Regions from separate parts of the Sus scrofa genome. Here region 1 is linked to region 2. Evidence: chromatin contacts called from public Hi-C data. All regions are on one chromosome and are shown on one strand. Each heading gives the region's core, a stretch centred on a gene start, on an enhancer-like site or on the middle of the called end of the contact. The rest is flanking DNA. Distances are from core to core; before and after follow the strand shown.

Region 1 (3,196 bases), core at 382-2,881, 66 kb before region 2:
CTCAGCCCTTCAGGTCTTCACAAGCTGGCTCGGGAGAATTTAAACAGGTAGGAGTTCCCGCTGTGGCTCAGTGGGTTATGAAGCAAAAAAAAAAAAAAAAAGAAAAAAAATTAAGCTGTAACCATTGGCTGGCTTGGACCCCCTGTGCTACCTGTTGTCACCTGTGTGCCTGAGCCCCTGCCAGCCCTTCCGGGTAACAGGTGGCATCCCTTGTTGGGGACGGGACACAGGCATCTAGACTGGGGTGGGGCAGGAAGGGGCCTGGTGAGCAGGGGAGGCCCAAGCTCAGACCAATGCGAAGAATGTTCTAGTAGGTTGCATCACATCCCGTCCCCCCAAAAGATAGATGGACCGCCGAACCCTCCTCCCCCTCCCCCGCTGCCAGTGAGCGTGACTATTTGGCGACAGGGTCTTTGCAGAGATAATCAAGATGAAGTTATGAGGCTGAGCCCAATTCAGTGTGACGGTGTCAGGGTAAGAGGATGAGGCAGGGGAGTTCCTGTCGTGGCTCAGTGGTTAACGAATCCAACGAGGAACCATGAGGTTGCAGGTTCGATCCCTGGCCTCGCTCCATGGGTTAAGGATCCGGCATTGCTGTGAGCTGTGGTGTAGGTTGCACACACGGCTCGGATCCTGCATTGCTGTGGCTGTGGTGTAGGCTGGTGGCTACAGCTCCGATTCGACCCCTAGCCTGGGAACCTCCATATGCCACGGATGTGGCCCTAGAAAAGGCAAAAAGACCAAAAAAAAAGAGGATGAGGCAGAAACAGGGCAGGAACATGTGATGGGAGAGGCCGAGACCACTTGCTGCAGCTGAAAGCCCAGGAGCGCCCAGGGGCACCAGCCACCCCCACCAACTCGGGGGAGGGGGAGGGGCAGCCAGGGCAGGAGCCCCTGCAGGTTTCAGAGGGAGCAGGTCCTGCTGACTCCTGGAGTTGGACTCCTGGCCTTGGGACTGCCAGAGAGCGCCTTTCTGTGGTTGGAAGCTGCCCAGCCGTGGAGGGTGAGCTGGGCCGAGGTGCGAGCACGCACGCGTGCGCATGTGCGTCCCTGGGTGCTCTGGGAAGGCTCAGGTTCTCCAAATGATGTTTAAATGCCATCATCAAGCAGCCTGAGAGGAACCAGGGGGCAGGGCTGAGCTGCAGACAAAATAAAGGCCTGGTGGCGGCTATTTTCAGCCAGGCCCCCCGGCCAGCTCGCCAAGGCTCCTCCACCCTGCTCTGAAATATTGCCAGCTGGGCAGGTGTTGGGGTGGGTGGGCACGGAGAGAGCCCAGGTGGCCACTTGCCCACCTGCCCCCTGGCTCCCACCGAGGCCCTGCCGGGGTGAGGTGGGGGCAGCTTTCTTCCCCAGGAGTAGCAGCCACTGTGGCCCATGAGGGACCCCCCACCCTCTGGGGGTGTCAGACTTGGGGCCGGCTTTGTCTCCAGGATGCTGGCAGATCAGACGGGTGTGGACTCACCCAGCCAGGGAGAGGGTGAGAGGTGCTTAGCCTGGCCTGGCCTCTGTCCACCACTCCCAGTATCTCCCCTCTGGGCCAGCGGCAGTTCCGTCGCCACTGCTGTGCCACACACTGGTACAGGGCGTGGCACATCAGGACCTTCTGTTCAGCTCAGGCTCTTGCGGGTCAGGAAATTGGGGAGACGCCCAGTGGGGCGGTCCCCGGACTGAGATCACTCAGATGACCCCGGGGCGCTGACCCTGTGGTGCCCCCTGGTGATGCTGGCATAGGTGGGGAGCTGGGCACGTGTGGGTGGCCTCTCTGTGTGCCTGGGGCTTCCTTGCAACCTAGTGGCCCAGGCTCCTTGGACTCCTCAGCTGGCGACCTGCCTGCCCCTGAGGCTTGGACAGCCAGGTGGAGGCTGTGTGGCCTCTGGTGACCTGGCCTCGGACATGAGCTTTGGGTCAGGCAGTGCCCGGCCTGCCCGGGTTCAAAGGGAGGGGACTCACAGTCCATCTATGGATGGGGTGTGTTGGGAAGGGGCAGGTATGTTTCGAAGCTGTCAGTGGCCACAAACACCCCCGCCCCCTTGTTCCTGGGTTGGCTGGGTCCCGGTCTACCTTGCTGGCCACACTCCAGGCTCCTCCGAGTGGACGCTTGGGCCTATGGGTGGGGGAGGAGCTGGGTGAATGAGAGCTGGGAAAAGTGGGTCCCCAGAGGCGGGTCCCGCTGGAATCCCGTTGTACCAGTTTTCTGTGGCTGCCTGAACAAATGATCACAGAGTGAGCAGCTTAAGCCCAGAAATGTTTCTTCTCTCGCAATTCCAGAGGCCAGAGGTTCTACATCAAGGCTTGGCAGGGCCCTGCCCTCTCTGAGGGCCCGGGGGGGCTATTTCCCAGCTCCTGGGGGTGGCAGGGGCTCCTTGGCCCTTGCATGCATCACAGGACTGTCTTCTCAGTGTGTGTCCATGCAGAAGTTCCCCTGCCAGGAATCAACCCCAAGCACAGCAGTGACAATGCTGGGTCCTTAACCCACGGAGCCCCCAGGAAACTCCTCAATTTCCCAATTCTTTTTTTTTTTGGTTCCTGATTTTTAGGGTGACATATGGAAGTTCTCAGGCTAGGGGTCAAACTGGAGCTATAGCTACCAGCCTACACCACAGCCACAGCAACACGGGATCCGAGCTACATGTATGACTTAACACCACAACTCATGGCAATAGCTGGATCCTTAACCCACTGATCAAGCCCAGGGATCAGACCTGCATCCTCATGGATACTCACTGGATTCACTCCCACTGCACCAGAATGGGAACTCCAATTTCCAGTTTTTTTTTAGGGCCGCCCCTGCAGCATAGGGAAGTTCCCAGGCTGGGGGTCAAATTGGAGCTACAGCTACTCGCCTACACCACAGCCACAGCAACTCGGAATCTGAGCCACGTCTGCAACCTCCACCACAGCTCACAGCGACGCTGGATCCTTAGCCCACTGAGCGAGGCCAGGGATCGAACCTGCATCCTCATGGATACTAGTCAGGTTCACTAACTGCTGAGCCACAAAGGACACTCCAATTTCCCAGTTCTTCTATGAAGAAGGAAGAACTACGAACTCCAGTCCCTGGACGGGGTCACCAGAAAAATCCAGTGTGACCGCAGCTTGGCTGCGTTTTCATTACAATCATCTTAATAGCATCTGCAAAGACCCTGGTTTCCAAATAAAGATGATTCTGAGGTTCCGTGGACGTGAATTTGGGGGA
Region 2 (3,539 bases), core at 33-2,532:
AGGCGTGACCCCGGCCCGTGCGGGGAGGGCACAGAAGCAAGGAGCAGGCTGATTCCAGGGGGCTCTGCTGATGCTCTGGGGGGAAGGGCAGCTCTGCGGGTTTTGGCCTGAGCTGTTGTTGGAAGATGAGGAGTCCAGCTTCTGAGCTGGGGGAGTGGGGGAATTGGGGGGGTGGGGGGGCAGGTCTGAGGAAGCCCCGCCGCGGTGTGGACCCGGTGTTTGCTGTGGATGTTTGCGATGCCCTTCCGTGCCCTGCAGCCCTGCAGCCGTGCGGTGGCCCAGCCTGGGATCTGGGCCCCTGGGGTGGGGGCGGAGCCGGGTGGATCCTGCCCTTGGAGGCCCGAGTGCCCCGCAGGGCCGAGCGAGGATCCCGGGCCCTTTTCTGCCCTGAGGTCCAGGAAGGTCCCTGAGCACCAAGTCTCCTGGGGTTTCTGCTCAGAGCCGGGTCAGTCGCACAGTAGAGCCAAGGCTCCTGGGCCCCCACGTCCACACCGCTGGCCCCCCGTGGCGCCATCCTTCCTGTCCTCCGGCCTTAGCCTCTGTGACAGACGCCTGGTCCCGTGGGGGTCCCAGTGCCCCCAGTCTCCTCTGCGCTGGTAAAGCCGCAAGGCTGGTGTCTGGGTCTGCTCGGGCTGCTGAAGCAGATGCTCCCGATGCGGGCAGGGGGCGGGTCGTGACTCACCGAGGCGTGTGGTCTTGTGGTTTGGAGGCTGGGAGTTCGAGATCAAGGTGTGACAGGCTTGGGTCAGTTCTTGCTGAGGCCTCAGCTTGGCGATCGCAGTCCTGTGCCCGTGTCCTCACACCGTCTTCCTCTGTAACCAGATGTCCTCGTTGGGTCAGGGCCCCCCTGAAGCCCTCACTTTAGCTGATGTCCTCATCTTTGAAGCCCTGACAGTCCGAGGTCCCGGGGCTAGGGCTTCGGGACGTGAATTTGGGGCGCACAGTTCAGCCCACAGCTGTTGGCCTCCCATCATTCCCGTGGTTCTGGGCTGTCAGTCGTGAGCGTCCCGGCAAGGCTGGCTTGTGGGAGGGTGAAAGGTGACAGAGTGGCTCCTTTGTCCCCTCTGATGGAGCAGCCCTTCCGCGCTTTACCCAGCAACCAAGAATCTTACACCTCAAAGAGCTTGAGGGGGGCGGGGTGGGGTGTGTCACCTCGACTGGGCCGCAGGCTTGTATCTCGTGCCAACCCCTGGGAGCTGACGGTGCACCGTTTTGTGGCCTCAGCGTCCATAAAGACATGACTCTCCACTGGCCACCGGTGACACTCGGCTGTGACAGCTTGAGAGCACTGCTGCCATCTAGTGGCTCAGAGTAAGCGACGCTGCTGAACATCCCGAAGGCGGCTCTGGCCGTGTGCTGGGGTTCAGAAGCCCCGAGTGATCATAATAATAGAATTATTAATGCTGACTGGATGGAACTTGGCAGGCTGGTAGCAAGGAGGACAGGTCCCCCCTCGAGCACCCGTGGAACATCGGCAAAGACTGCTTATGTATTCGATCACCAAGGAAATACGGATGCAAAAATGGAAACTCGTGCTACGTTGGTAGAAAGAGGGTGGGGAAATAAGGTACGGCTCTCAGGTACCGCTGCTGAGATCCTGAGCTGGTACAGCCTTTGCAAAGGGCAGCTGGAATGTGTATCAGAGAGAAACACACATGCCTTCATCCCGTTCATTGCACAGGGAAGGAATTTTCCAAACAGTGCCTGTCTGTTCCCTACAAGAAAAAAAAATCAGGAACAACTTAAATGCCATCAGTGGGGGATCATTTCGATAACTTCAAACTCATCCACCCAAGAGAATTCTAAGCTGCTGTCAGCTGGGCTGATGACATGCTAGTGTGTTTGACTTACTGAAATGGTGCTTTTGTGAGGTTCACGCTATAGCATGAGTGTGTATTTGTGTTTTTGTGCTCATGTGAAAAGATGTTAGGTAGAAGAAAGCCAAGTGTGAGATGATATGTGTTGATGGATGCCATTTTTATATTTATAAAGGATGCCTGTACATGGTATGTATGTTTGAATATGTATAACTCTCTGGAACCATCTGCCAGAAGCTTTAGCAGAGGCACCTCCGGGGAGGGACCTGCGTGACGGGGGCGGGGCGGGGGGGAGGCTGTTGGTTCACCACTCCTTGCTCTTTCCGCTTGGTTCGTGCTTTTTAGTTTGTTTTTTTATGTTTTAAAGTTTGATGGAAGTAGAGTTGACTTACAAGGCTGTGCTGATTTCTGCTGCACAGCACAGTGGTTCCGTCACGCATGGGCCCACAGCCGTTCTCTGTTAGCTTCTCTTCCCACACAGGTGATCACACAACACGGGGTAGGGTTCTCTGCCATGTGTGGTTCTTATCATGTGCGCATGTTACCGGTACATTTTAGGAAAGTTAACATGGGGCTCTTTTTTTCCGATATTCCTCGTGGAAGATTTTCAGGACAAAGCAACACAGAGAGTGCCACACGGCGAGGAGGCAGCTGGCCGCCTTCCGGGGACCCTCTGCCAGCCTGTGCACAGACATGTTGAGAGGAGCAGGACCTCGCCGTGTGTCCTTGCTCTGACCTGTTCTCCGCACTGTTTCCCGCGTCGGGGAAAGGCTGTGGTTCTGACAGCGTCCCTATGGGCCGGGGGGGTCCCAGGCCAGTCGTGAGCTTGCTTTGGGCCACAGCCTCTTCCTGTAGGGGGTCTGAGGGGGCCTGGCTGCAGTGCCTGTGAGTCCTGCCCCCATGCCGCTGGGAGCGCGGGAGCTCACTTGCCTCCTTCCGCAGGTGCAGGTGCCAGTGCCGAGCGGGGCCCGGTGGTGCGGCCGTCGCTGGAGAGCCTGCTGGCGGCCAGCAGCCACATGCTGAAGGAGGTGCTGGACGGCCCCTTCGTGGATCCGCTCAAGAACCTGCGGCTTCCGCGGGAGCTGAACCCCAACAAGAAGTACAGCTGGATGCAGAAGAAGGATGAGCGGGTGAGGTGGCCTGGGCCTGGCTGGAGGGGTGGGGTGGGGCGGGGGCGGGGCACCCCCAGGGCCGCCGTCTGCGTCCACATCTCCGGCCGCCACCACCAGCTGCCGGCCGGTCCCGAGCGAGTCCTTTCCTCTTCCTGGGCCTGAGCTCATCGCGCGCTCACACGTCCGTTTCCGTGGGGGGCAGCTTGGTGGCTCAGGAGGGGAGGGCCTGGCCGTGCCCCTCCCCGCCTGGGGGCCTTGGGCCTCGCCCCCGAGCCCCGTCTGCACGTGGCACGTGCGTGGCACACGTGGAGACAGCCAGCTCAGCTCGAGCCCTTGATTTGGGCCACTCGCCTCGACACAGCCCTGCAGAGGCGGCTTTGGGGCCCTGGCGGGCAGACTCGAGGTTGCGGCTTGGGGGCAGCCGCCGGGCCCGGGCCCCGGGACGGCGTCCTCACTCGCCGCTCCCCGCAGATGTACGCGATGAAGTCCTCGCTGGAGAGCATGGACGCCATGGAGCTGGACTTCCGCATGCGGCTGGCCGAGGTGCAGCGGCAGTACAAGGAGAAGCAGCGCGAGCTGGTGAAGCTGCAGAGGCGCCGCGATGCCGAGT

Evidence for each region. Hi-C and Micro-C count contacts between places; a contact is called where the count stands out from the background.
Region 1: a Hi-C map of alveolar macrophages shows a contact between it and region 2, with 3 times the contacts expected there. The contact joins two enhancer-like sites. A contact is called at or near these places in 1 of 5 promoter capture datasets (liver) and 23 of 47 Hi-C or Micro-C datasets (alveolar macrophages, blood, brain and 10 more).

The regions. Positions count from the first base shown.
Region 1 is chr3:4,014,301-4,017,496 of Sscrofa11.1, reverse strand. No RefSeq gene overlaps it. Among named protein-coding and RNA genes, the nearest start is that of TNRC18, 20 kb to the right of the region's middle. Within about 2 kb of position 1,631, at least 12 of the 83 cell types and tissues checked have an H3K27ac peak or open chromatin away from gene starts, as enhancers often do. A contact at or near this core is called in alveolar macrophages, where this site is marked.
Region 2 is chr3:3,947,919-3,951,457 of Sscrofa11.1, reverse strand. It overlaps TNRC18 (trinucleotide repeat-containing gene 18 protein), which reads left to right. Exons shown (of 32, transcript XM_021086041.1): 14 at 2,760-2,947; 15 at 3,401-3,537. Among named protein-coding and RNA genes, the nearest start is that of TNRC18, 47 kb to the left of the region's middle. Within about 2 kb of position 1,282, at least 13 of the 83 cell types and tissues checked have an H3K27ac peak or open chromatin away from gene starts, as enhancers often do. A contact at or near this core is called in alveolar macrophages, where this site is marked.